Linked DNA regions of Sus scrofa: all the other regions are linked to region 2. A link is a contact called in public Hi-C and promoter capture Hi-C data. All regions are on one chromosome and are shown on one strand. The core of a region is the stretch at or near the end of the contact, and the rest is flanking DNA. Distances in the headings are between cores, read along the strand shown. Region 1 holds the start of OIP5 (protein Mis18-beta). Region 2 holds the start of EXD1 (piRNA biogenesis protein EXD1). Region 3 holds the start of INO80 (DNA helicase INO80).

Region 1 (3,756 bases), core at 948-3,447, 76 kb after region 2:
TTAATGGAACTCAAATCAGGATTTTTCTTTCAAAGATATAACAAAAAATTAATTTTAGGAGTTCCTGTTCTGACTCAGTGGTTTACAAACCCGACTATTATCCATGTGGATGCAGGTTCGATTCCTGCCCTCACTCAGTGGGTTAACGATCCCGCATTGCCATGAGCTGTGGTGTAGGTTACAGACACAGCTGGGATCCAGGTTGCTGGGATCTAGGCCAGCAGCTACAGCTCTGCTCGACCCCTAGCCTGGGTACTTCCATACGTCACAGGTGCAGCCCTAAAAATACAAAAAAAAAAAAAAAAGAATACAAGCCACATAAGTAATTTTATATTTTCTATCAGTCTTGCTTAAAAAATTTTCTGTCGGAGTTCCTGTCATGGCTCAGTGGTTAACGAATCTGACTAGGAACCATGAGGTTGAGGGTTTGATCCCTGGCCTTGCTCAGTGGGTTAAGGATCCGGCGTTGCCATGAGCTGTGGTGTAGGTTGCAGACACAGCTTGGATCCTGTGTTGCTGTGGCTCTGGCGTAGGCTAGTGGCTACAGCTTAGATTCGACCCCTAGCCTGGGAACCTCCATATGCCACGTGAGCAGCCCAAGAAATGGCAAAAAGACAAAAAAAAAAAAAAAAAAAATCTGTCAACAGGTGAAAGTTTTTTTTTTTGTTTTTTTTGTTTTGTCTTTTTAGGGCCACACCCACTGCATATGGAGGTTCCCAGGCTAGGGGTTGAATTGGAGCTGTAGCTGTCGGCCTATACCACAGCCACAGAAATGCGGGATCCGAGCCGTGTCTGCCACCTACACCACAGCTCATGGCAACACTGGATCCTTAACCCACTGAGCAAGGCCAAGGATCAAACCTGTGCCCTCATGGATCCTAGTTGGGTTGGTTAACCGCTTAACGATGGGAACTCCAAAATTATTTTTAATATATTTTATGCTACCTGTTATTCAAAAATATCATTTCAACATATAATCAATATTTTAAAATTCTTCAAAACTTTAATCACAGCATATTTCAATTCAGAATGGCCACATTTTTTTGTTTTGTTTTTTTAGGGCCATACCGGAGGCATATGAAGGGGAAGGTTCCCAGCAACATCATATCCGAGCCAAGTCTGAAACCTAGACCACAGCTCAAATCAACACTGGATTCTTAACGTACTGAGCGAGGTCAGGGATTGAACCCACAACCTCATGGTTCCTAGTCGGATTCGTTAACCACTGCGCCAGGATGGGAACTCCAGACATAACTTTCTTAAACTCACTTCCACAAGGCGCGAGGTAGATGTGGCCCTCAGACTTTAAAACCTACACACAAATACAGCTTTTCCATTTCATTGCTATATCAACCTCGTACAAGACTCAATCAGGTAAAAGGAGAATCCTTCAGATATGGATGGAAGAAACTTTTCTTCTAGCACAAGGTAGGAATAAACTGTTTTCTCCTCGTGCAAGTCGGTTCCATTCCCCCCTCGGTCTCATTAAATCTGGGAATGACTTAATGACCATCTGGAATTCTCAGTACGTACCTGCCTTTGAGCGAACCTTCAATGCCAACTAGGAAAGGAGCTTCCAAAACTACGTTATTTGTGACTCCTAGGAAAACAAACACGGGTCAGAATGACTACCTGTGAGGCAATGAAAGGGGAAACCTCTTCCTTCCAGAAAGACTCATCACAGCCACAAAAAAAAACTACGAAAAGTCGCCCCCACCCACCCCTGGCAAAGGAGTTCATTTCTTTCAAATTTTCAACTCGTTTTCTTCCCCGTGAGTTCTAAGCCCCCAATAAAAAGCCGCAACTCCCTCTCGACCCGCCTACGCCTTCCCCAGACACTGCTCCCACTCACTGGAGAAGGCCACGGCTCCAAGGGACCGCGACAAGTCCCATGCGAGGTGCACCGAGTCGGCGAGCACAGCGTAGCAATGCGCACACTGGAACACGGCGCACCTCTCGGGCTGCAGCCACCATGGCAGCCGCGGGGCCGCTGGGGGCTCCTCCGGCCCGAGCCCAGCGGGGCCAAGCGGCGAAGACCCCTTCACCACCTGCGTGTCCCACTCCATGGAAGTCGTAAGAGAAGTTTCGTCAGTCGCCTTCTTAGGGCCATCACAAAAGTCACGCCGCGACTGCCTTGGATAGCACGAGCGATGCCTCCGCGGCCGCGCCGCCATCTTCCCGCAGCCCCCGCCTCCGTTTCAAAGACGCGCCAGGCCCCGCCCCAAGCTCAGTTCCTGAGTCCTCATTGGACAACGTGTATCGGGGTTTCTGCCGCGCACTCGTTGCCTGGACACACTGTTTGGCGCCCAGGTGTTGGCGAGGGGTGGAGGAGAATGTGCGTCACTGGGAGGGGAAATAAGCCTTTCTATTGGTCAATACCGGGAGACCCTGCCTATGAGGCAGTTTTAACCAATGGAAGTGCATCATTCGTAATTTAAACTCTCTATAAAATTCGGTTTGGTTAACGCTTCGAGCCGCGCCAGAGTTTTCAACCGTGCTTTGGAGAGGGGGTTACTGATCTTCTTCGTGGTCGCCTGGATTGCAGTTCGCCATGATTGTGTCCTCCCTGGAGGAGCTGGACTCCTTCAAATACAGTGACCTGCAGAACTTGGCCAAGAATCTGGGCCTCCGGGCTAATCTCAGGGTATGGGGCCGGTGGCGGGTGGGGTAGTATGAGCGGCCTTTTCAAGACTCGATGGGGGCTGGGTGGGGGGAACCTGAAAGACTGAGGCGGCTGTCCTGGCCCTGGGGCGGTTGGTTTGGTTCACCCAAGGGTCCTAGTAACTTTGCAAAACCGAAAGGGAGCCGTAGTTTTCAGCTTATGTTGCGGCTGACTTTTTTGGAGGCTCACGAAGGCCCCGGCTCCAAAAGGGTTTGGCTTGGGTTTTTTTTTGAAGTACTCGATAGTAATTGTCAGGGCTTCAATTACAAAACGCAGGCTTAGAAAGCGAAAGGAATGCTGCTTCTAAATGCCGATTGTTAGGCAGTCGCAGAAATAATTGCCTAGGCTTCTGGAAAACTGCAAACAACGAACACTTTTTGTGTTATAACAGCGCCCCAAATCTATTTTCATGGGGAACCTGGAAGAAAGAACTTTTAGAGGACCCCTCTCATCACCTTGGAAAAGTTTTTATAACAGCTCTGATCTAGTAGGATAGTTCCTTCATTGGCCACTGCTGTGGTAGTGTTCTAGTCAAAGCCGGTAAAGTCTTTGACTCCGAGACTGCAAACCCCTTGGGGAAATGCAGGGTTTTAATTTGGGATTGAAGTTTTTTATATTCTAGAGGAGTTTTCCCACACAGTATTAATGTATACTCTGGAGATTTGTTCAGCAAGCTGTCGTATTTACACTGAATGAATGCCTAAATCAGTCCTCACAAGTGTTTCTAGGTGGTTTAAAGAAAATAATCTGTCTCTGCACCTGTTGGGGCTAAATGATAAAGGACTATCTTTGGAAATATTTCTGAGCTATTGTGTTTAATTGCTCCTCAATATTTTTATAAACAAACCTTAATTCTGTACCTTAAATCTCTAAATTATTTTTGTAATCTGGCTGGACTCTTTTACCCAAAGCACCATCCAAACTGTACTGATCCCTGAACACTTGGCACCTTTGTCCATCATCCTTTCTTTGCTAATTTTGGCCCTTTAATCTCAGATCCTTTTTTCTCTCCTTCATGTGCATGAATAATTCCCAATTACTCTCCAGTCCAACAAGAATGTTATCACTCTCTTTGAGACCCTGTAGGCTTTCCA
Region 2 (4,123 bases), core at 715-3,214:
AGGAACAGTCAACCAGTGAATTTTCCATTTACTTTAGCTATAAAACATTGACCAAATAACTAAGGCCCAGTTCAACTAGGAAGAAGATGAGAATGGTTTAAATTTAAAAGTGGCTTGCTTTTGCCACACTAGGCATAGACAACAAGTGAATTTTGCAACTTATTTAACTATAAAACATTGACTAAATAAGGCCCAATTCAACTAGAAAGAAGATGAGAAGTTATCATTTTTAACCAGAAAAACACATTTTAAAATTTAAGGTCTAGCAAGTGCTTTCACAAAAATTATTTAATGCCTCAATAATTACCTAATTTACAGATGTAGGACTGACGCTTAAAGATGTAAGACACCTGCCCAAAGTCACAGAGCTAGAACTTGAAACTTGAACTAAAACCCCTACGAGATCCCTGGTGTTATGCATTCAGAGACAGCATAAAACAAGTCACCAGAGCACCTGGAAAGACCATTCTTCTTTGCTCACTAATCCAACAGGCAAAGGGGAATTTTTACAGAAATAACAGCGAACCTAAAACTGGAAATACCAGCCCTTCATAGAGATAATCATCTGTATTTTTAAAAACATAAGAAACAAGTTTGTGAAATGCTTGGACAATAAGGAAATTTAAGAAATGTTAAAGTAAATCAGAAAAACAACACAAAGCAAAGAAAGCCTTGAGGACAGCTGCAAAAGGTAAGATTCAAAATTTGGAAGAACAAGTAAGGTCAGGATCCAGAGACAGGCTTCAAGGCAGACTCAGAAAATGGACACATGTCGCTGACATCAAACTTTTTCTACCATACTCATACTCGCAGGATAAAAGGAAGCTCCTGTGGTCTAGACGAGCATATCCAAAATGCTACATTCTGTGTATGACGGCAGACATTATTAGGACAAAACAGAGTAAGTCAATCACGAAAACAAACTCAGTAAGACTATAAACTTGATCTCATGCCAATCTATCAAAGCCTTAGGTAAAGCTTAAAAACTAGTAATCTAAGTTGACTTGGGCAGCTCGCTAAAATAGCCTTCTAGTACTTAGGTACTAAGTGACAGAGGTCAAAATTTGGTTCTTCCATAATTCAAATCTGTTCTGTAATAAGCCCAACAATCGAGTGAAGGGGTGTAAAGGCACTGAAGCCACAGTTAAAGATCTGGTTCACCTGGCAGGGTGTACTAATTTAACAAGTGGCTTTAAGCGTTTTCAGGAAAACAAAAATATGCCATGAGAACAAAATGCAAAATCCCTCATCTTTAAGGCAAAATAAGAAACTTAAAAACAAACTGCGGGCCATACACTAGAAATTCTCTCCTCCACCGTTAGATTTTTTTTTCTCCGACGGAAGTTTAGGAAATCTGGTCCCTATTTCAGCCAAATGGTGAGTTCCTCGCGCTTCAGTCTTGAACTAACAAAAGAGGGACTGCTGTTAAGGAAGAACTCTCGGGAAGTTCCAAGCCCGCGGTGGCTGTTACCAAAGGACAGTCCAGAAAAAAACAAATTACAGAAAAGTACGCAGCGCAGGACACCGACGCAGCGGAGCGGACGCCAACCGGCCTGAACAGAAGGTCCCGGCTGTTTCCCAAGGAGCCAATCAGCGCGCGGCCCCGAAGCTGGCACCCGAGCGCCCCCCAGGCAGGAAAAATGAGATGCAACTCCCAGCATGCAGTTCCCAGGAGACACGCCCTGGCTTTCACCCAAGCGACGTTTTGTCTATTTTGATTGTTTCTCTCCGCGATCCATGCCAGTTGTAGGGTGGGGTTTCTAGAATTAGAGTTCTGTGATAAAGGGGTTGGCTACGCTGTATGTCACAGGTCTGCGTGTTGTAAAACGGTGGGTCAAGGCGTTGCCCTTTTAATTGCGGTCTCTAAGGCCAGAGTGGCATTGCCCATTTAAGGCCGGTGGCATCATGGTTCCGGGGGCGTGGTCCGTTTTGAGCTAGACCTGGCCTGGCGCTGGGCTGATTCATTCGGGGGCTGGAGCTAGGAACGTCGACGTCGGCTCCTGAGCCGGGCGCAGTCTCACTCCCAATTGGCTGGGCCTCTGGGCCGCCCTTCTCCGCGCGCCACCCCTGGGTTCCCTTCCCGGCCCTCAGTAGAAATACTGCCCTCTCCGTTTTTGACCCCGGTCCTTCCTCCCCTTCTTCCCTCTCTCCTGCAGCCGCTGTCGCTTCAGGCGCCCCTGCTCCCGGAGGAGCTCCCGGCTTAGTGATGGGGTCCCGGGCCTCCACGTTACTGCGGGACGAAGAGCTCGAGGAGATCAAGAAGGAGACTGGCTGTGAGTTCGGGTAGGGGGTGGCAACGCGGCCGGGCGCCGCCGGTTGGCCTCAGGAGGGAGGGTAACTGTAGCTGAAGTCTGAAGCTGGGGTGCCGGGAGGTTGTGGGGTTCCTGGGAAGTTTCCAGCGCTAGAGCTTCGGGGATGATGGAGAACCAGTTCTTACAGCTACAGCTACCCAGAGTGGGGCTCTGGCTCCTGTGGGGTTGTCCTGCTCAAAGTAATCCCGCTCTTTTCTCCTCTTGCACTTGAAAGTCTCCGAATTTTTTATCTTTCTGGAACAACCTCAAATTTCTGAAGGAATCCTGTAGAAAACATTCTGTCCGTTTCTGTGACGTTTCTGGGCAGGGTGTTACAGCTACTGACAACGGTGGGAAATCAAACAAATTATTGCCTCAGCTAGAAAAATAAATACAGAAAGTGAGATCGTATAGTAAGGCTTTGGAAGACATGACCTGCTGATGGGAGACCTTAAAGAGTCAGGGATCTGAGAGTGAGACTTCTTTCATTTTGAACTTGTGGAGAGAAAGTACGGATTCTGTGACTACCAGTTTTTTAAATTTACACTGAGGATGTTTGCTGTCCTGATTTCAGATATATTGATTTCTATTATGCTGGTTTACTTTATGCAGTCGCCATAGAAACTGGATGTGCTCCAAAAATCTCAGTGTGAATTTGTTTTAGGAACTGACTTTAATAATCCAGTCTCTTCCTCATTAACCAGAAAGGGGTAACATGGCTTTGGGATTTCAGAATCCCAGAAAACATCATATATTTGTGTAGCTGGCCCTCGATAATGCGTATGATATTTTCTCTTCTCACTAATCCATTATGACTCATGTATTTTACATGATTTGTGGAAGCATCTGGGTTCTGAGTTTTAGGATACCTGTCTTTGATAATGAGATGACAAGTAAGTCACCGAATGGTCCATTTGCAGATAATAGTGAGTGCTTGGGTAACTTCAGAATTACTCAGGCAGTGGTGGCCTGAGATAAATTAAATGCTGTTTAACTTTCTAGAATCTTCAAGTTGGAAGGGATGTTATTTATCTAGTCTCATCCCTTCTCAGATTGGTTTACTGCTTTCAGCATCTCCAAACTCATGGTCATTAAGTCTCTCCATAATGACTTTAAGGATGGTGAGCTCACCACCTTCCAATGTAGTTCTTTTTATTATATTTATTTTATTTTTTAGGGCCAAACCTGCGGCATATGGAAGTTCCCAGTCTAGAGGTCAAATTGGAGCTTCAACTGCTGGCCTATGCCACAGCCATAGCCACAAGGGATCTGAGCCACGTTTTCTACCTACACCACAGCTCACAGCAACACTGGATCCTTAACCCACCAAGTGAGGCCGGGGATCAAACTCATATCGTCTTGGATACTAGTCAGGCTCATTACTCCTGAGCCATAATGGGAACTCCACCTTCCAAAGTAGTCCTTTTTATGATTTTGAACAAATGACAGAAAATAGTTAGCTGTTTATAATGTGCAGTATGTTTGGCCACTTGACCTTATGGTCATTTTATGACTTACTCTGACTCCAAGAGTGGAAATATGGGCAAGAATTTTAACACTTTGTGGCTGTGACCTCTGGCCACACTTGTAAATATAAGAACTACTTTATTTTATTTCATTTATTTATTTATTTTAGGGCCACACCTGTAGCATATGGAAGTTCCCAGGCTAGGGGTCAAATTGGAGGTACAGCTGCCAGCCTATGCCACAGCCACAGCAACTCGGGATCCGAGGCTTGTCTGTGACCTTCACCACAGCTCATAGCAATGTTGGGTCCCTGACCCAATAAGTAAGGCCAGGGATAGAACCTGCATCCTTATGGATACTTGTCG
Region 3 (4,241 bases), core at 323-2,822, 89 kb before region 2:
AACATGGATGAACCTTGAATACATGGTAAAGTGAAAGAAGACAGCCACAAAAATATTGTATAATTATGTTTATGTGAAATATCCAGACTAGGCAAATTTACACAGACAGAAAAATTAGTGGTTAAAAGGGGCCAAGGGAAGGAGAGTAGAGAGTAACTGCTAAGGGGGCTTCTTTTGGGGGTGATGAATTATAGTGGTGACTGCTGTACAAGTCTATTAGTATACCAAAAATCATGGAACTGTACACTTCAAAAGGCTGAGCTTTTCAGTATGTGAATTATATCTCAATAAAGCTGTTACTTTAAAAATATATAATAAAAAGCTGGCACTAGTAAACCACGATGAAAATTTCTTTGGGAAAGGAAGTCATGAAAGTCACTGATTGGAAAAGTAAGCTGGTTACTTGTGACGTTAGGAAGGTCAAATTCCTATTTTCTTCTTCCATTCCTTCCAGCAACTATATGAACGTAAAACTACAGACAGTGTTTGGATCAAAGAACTCAGGCACAGCTGGCTGTTAACTAAAATAGTGAGTGTTTTCTTAGGATCTTTCACTCCTCAACTGTAGGGGGCTTCCATCCTCGGTGATTACGGAAGTAGTAGTTTTTATCAGCAACCTCAAGAAGGAATGTCAAATTGGATGACACTTGCCTAGACGCCCTAAAAAAAGCCTAAAAGACTGAAAGGGGTGACACCTACACACTCCTCAGTCTGCGCACGTGTTGGGCTGCCCCCACCCAACACCAACGAGCAGCGTGCACCATACACCCAGATCTCAACTTGTTCCCCATAAACTGACACACTGTCAAGCCCTTAGAGCTCATCTGCTTAAAAGGACAGATATAGCCCTCACCAGGTTCCCACTTGAGCCAAACCAGCCCCCGCCCTGCCCCACCCCACCCCCAAACCCACACACGTGTTAGCCCGACACCGCCCCACCGGGTCCCACGTGCACCTGGTCTAACACACTCCCCACGTGTGGGCGCCCCACGGGCTTCCTAGGCTGGCTGAGGTCACCGCGTGACCCCAGGTCTCCAGAGGCAGGAGGAGGAAAGGACGAGGCCCAGGTCCCCTGAGGTCCTAATCTTGTGGGGAGTGTCCATACCCATCCTCCTTACTAACCCCAACAAATCCAAGGGCCGGGGGCGACGGCCCCTTTAAGACGCGGCCCAGTCGTCGCCCGCAGAGAGGGGCGCAACGGGGCCTACACAACCCCCCCTCCGTTCGCCCGCCCACGTCTAGTCGCCTCACCTCGGGCCGCCGGGCCCCGCCGCCGCGGCGGCGGCGGAGGGGGGGCGGAGTGCGGGCGGGGTCCGGAGGGGGGGGTCGCCCCGCCGACGGTGGAGCCGCGGTTTGCTCTCTGAGGCCGTGGGACGGTGACTGCGTTGGGCGTGGACGCTCCTAGCTCGCTCCCTCGGCGGCTCCTGGGACCCCAAGATGGCGGCGGCGCTGAGGCGGCTGCGGGCGCTGGGCCGGCGGCGGCGGCGGCCACTTTCACTCACTGAGAGGAGCGGAGCAGGGACACGGGGAGCCATGGCGGGGGGGAGGAGAGGCGCCATAGCCAGGCCAGAACAATCGAACTGCTACTCAGCGGGCTTACCCCTGCCCCGCCCACGCTCCCTGCTCGTTGCCAGCCCGTGGCCGTCCGCAGTGCCGCTGCTGTCGACCTCGTGCAGCTCGCACCCCGCAGCTGCCGCCTGACGCCCCGCGCAGACCGGGGTTCGGGGGGGAGACCCTGATCCATGCCATCTGAGTGCAGATTGGTCGGGGCTGGGACTGGCGAAGATTGCCGAAAGGCGGCGAGGAGGAGGAGGAGGATGTCATCGCTAGAGTGAGCAAGCAGATCTCGCGGGAGCAAATGTCGCGAGACCTCTTCAGGCCTGCAACCGCCGAAGAAAGGTTACTTTTCCCGGAAGTAACGTCAATCGAAACATCCCGGGATCTTGGGAACGTTCAATCCGCAGACTGGATCTGGGAGGGTTCTTGTGATTAGTTTGTTAGGGGCTACTAAGCACTGCTGAGATCACTTGAGTGAAAGGATAGGCTTGGGCGTGGTATTTTATCCTGTTTTTGGCACCTTTGGGCGGAGTTGTACATTTTTCGGGAAAATGCCTGCTGTGTAGAACTACTCTTAGTTTGGACAGGATGCATAAATGAAGGCTTTAAGATTCAAGCACTTAGAAACACAGACCTGTCATCAGAAGTCTCTCCCTCTTCTCACACTCACTCAGTGAACCTCTGAAATTGATTTGTCTGTGCCAACTCCGTAGTTTGAGACTCCTGCAACCCACATTTACTTAAGTTAATATAGCTCAATGAGCAGCATGTATGTTGAGAAGTATCTAGTGTACAGCTTGAGTGCAAATAAGGATTAGAGGAATTTAGTGAAAGTTAAGGATTCTATTTCATTTCCCTCGGGTCTCATGTTTTAATTCATTTCAGTCTGGCCCTTAGCATTTAAGCAGAACAGAGTTTGGTTAAGGTCACTGAGAAGCCTTCTTGGGCCGAATTCACTGGACTTTAAAGAATTAATTTTGCTGGATTTCCCGTCCTGGCTCAGTAGTTAACGAATCCGACTGGGAACCATGAGGTTGCAGGTTCTATCACTGGCCTTGCTCAGTGGGTTAAAGATCCGGCATTGCTGTGAGCTGTGGTGTTGCATTGCTGTGAGCTGTGGTGTAGGTCGCAGACGCGGCTGGGATCCCGAGTTGCTGTGGCTCTTGCGCAGGCCAGTGGCTACAGCTCTAATTATATCCCTAGCCTGGGAACCTCCATATGCCGCAGGAGCGGCCCTAGAAAAGACCAAAAAAAAAGAATTAATTTTGCTTAAAGGGGAGTTCCCGTCATGGCGCAGCGGAAACTAATTCAACTAGCAACCCTGAGGTTGTGGGTTTGATCCCTGGCCTCCCTCAGTGCGTTAAGGATCTAGCGTCACCATGAGCTATGGTGTAGGTTGCAGAGGCGGCTCAGATCTGTGGCTGTGGCGCAGGCTGGCAGCTGTATCTCCGATTTGATTCCTTGCCTGGGAACCTCCATATGCCACAGATTCGGCCCTAAAAAATAACATACACCCTTTGTGAAGGAAAGAAGGAGACAAAGAAAACACAAATACCTGTTCATTTGGGGAAGGGAAAGATAAACCAGAAATTAAAGTGAATGATGTTTTACGTGGGGCAAGTGAGAAGAAAGAAAGAATGGGAAACAAAGTAGCAGGATTGTCAATATTTCAGTATTGGACTTTTTATTTATTTATTTATTTTGTCTTTTTGTCATTTCTAGGGCAGCTCCCAAGTGGCATATGGAGGTTCCCAGGCTAGGGGTCCAATCAGAGCTGTAGCTGCCAGCCTACGCCAGAGCCACTGCAACGGGGGATCTGAGCCGCCTCTGCAACCCAGACCACAGCTCATGGCAACTCGGGATCCTTAACCCACTGAGCAAGGCAAGGGATCGAACCCGCAACCTCATGGTTCCTAGTCAAATTTGTTAACCACTGCACCACGATGGGAACTCCACCAGTATAGGACTTTTAAAGTTGTATGTTTCACATACTCAAAAACAAACACCTAAAACCTATGAGGGTAATATTTGACTAACAACCCTCTGAGTAAAGCGTAGATCAAAATGAGAATAAATAGGGGAAAAGTCAGTACACTAGGAAGAGACCAAGTTGTAGAGTCCTTTAAAGTTCAAATGTGGATTGCCGTATTTGTTTTCTTTCACTTTGCTAACAAATTACTATAAACATATTGGCTTAGAACAACACAAACTTAGCATCTTAGAGTTCTGTAGGTCAGAAATCTGACACGGGTCTCAAGCTGGGCTAAAATCAAGATATTGGTAGGGCTGTCTTGCTTTCTGGAAGCTCTAGGGAAGAATTTGTCTCTTTTTCCAACTTCCAGAGGCTACTTGCCTTCCTTGGCTTCTGACTCCCTTCCTCCATCACAAAGCCAGCAATGGCAGGCTGGGTCCTTCTCACGTCATATCTGACCAAATCTTACCCTTTTAATATCCTTAGGATTACATCAGGCCCATCTAGATAATCTAGGATAATCTCCATATTTTAAAATCAACAGATAAGCAACCTGTAGCTCACTGCAACCTTAATTCACCTTTGTCTGTAACCTAATATTTTCACAGGAACTGTGGATATCCCTGGGGAGAGGCCATTGTTCTACCCTTTGGCCTCCTCCCCCCTGCTCCTCCCCAACCCCCCTAACCCTCCCCCCTGCAATCTGTCCTAG

The links. Promoter capture Hi-C pulls out the DNA fragments that hold promoters and counts their contacts. A called contact is a pair of places that touch in the nucleus more often than the background predicts.
Region 1: a contact with region 2 is called in a promoter capture Hi-C map of fetal liver, with 2.1 times the contacts expected there. The contact joins the promoter of OIP5 here to the promoter of EXD1 in region 2. A contact is called at or near these places in 2 of 5 promoter capture datasets (fetal liver and liver) and 5 of 47 Hi-C or Micro-C datasets (blood, embryonic fibroblasts and liver).
Region 3: a Hi-C map of skeletal muscle shows a contact between it and region 2, with 4 times the contacts expected there. The contact joins the promoter of INO80 here to the promoter of EXD1 in region 2. A contact is called at or near these places in 2 of 5 promoter capture datasets (fetal liver and liver), 12 of 47 Hi-C or Micro-C datasets (alveolar macrophages, blood, brain and 6 more) and 2 of 2 datasets of contacts at active chromatin or transcription factors (alveolar macrophages and skeletal muscle).

What each region holds. Positions count from the first base shown.
Region 1 is chr1:130,034,919-130,038,674 of Sscrofa11.1, reverse strand. It overlaps OIP5 (protein Mis18-beta), which reads right to left and starts at 2,197. Exons shown (of 5, transcript XM_003121583.5): 1 at 1,853-2,197; 2 at 1,534-1,600. The coding sequence starts at 2,174. NUSAP1 (nucleolar and spindle-associated protein 1) reads left to right here. Exons shown (of 12, transcript XM_021097458.1): 2 at 1,061-2,644. The coding sequence starts at 2,552.
Region 2 is chr1:130,110,302-130,114,424 of Sscrofa11.1, reverse strand. It overlaps EXD1 (piRNA biogenesis protein EXD1), which reads right to left and starts at 1,964. Exons shown (of 11, transcript XM_021097534.1): 1 at 1,296-1,964. CHP1 (calcineurin B homologous protein 1) reads left to right here and starts at 1,964. Exons shown (of 7, transcript XM_013993169.2): 1 at 1,964-2,273. The coding sequence starts at 2,207.
Region 3 is chr1:130,199,036-130,203,276 of Sscrofa11.1, reverse strand. INO80 (DNA helicase INO80) reads right to left here and starts at 1,572. Exons shown (of 36, transcript XM_003121588.5): 1 at 1,252-1,572.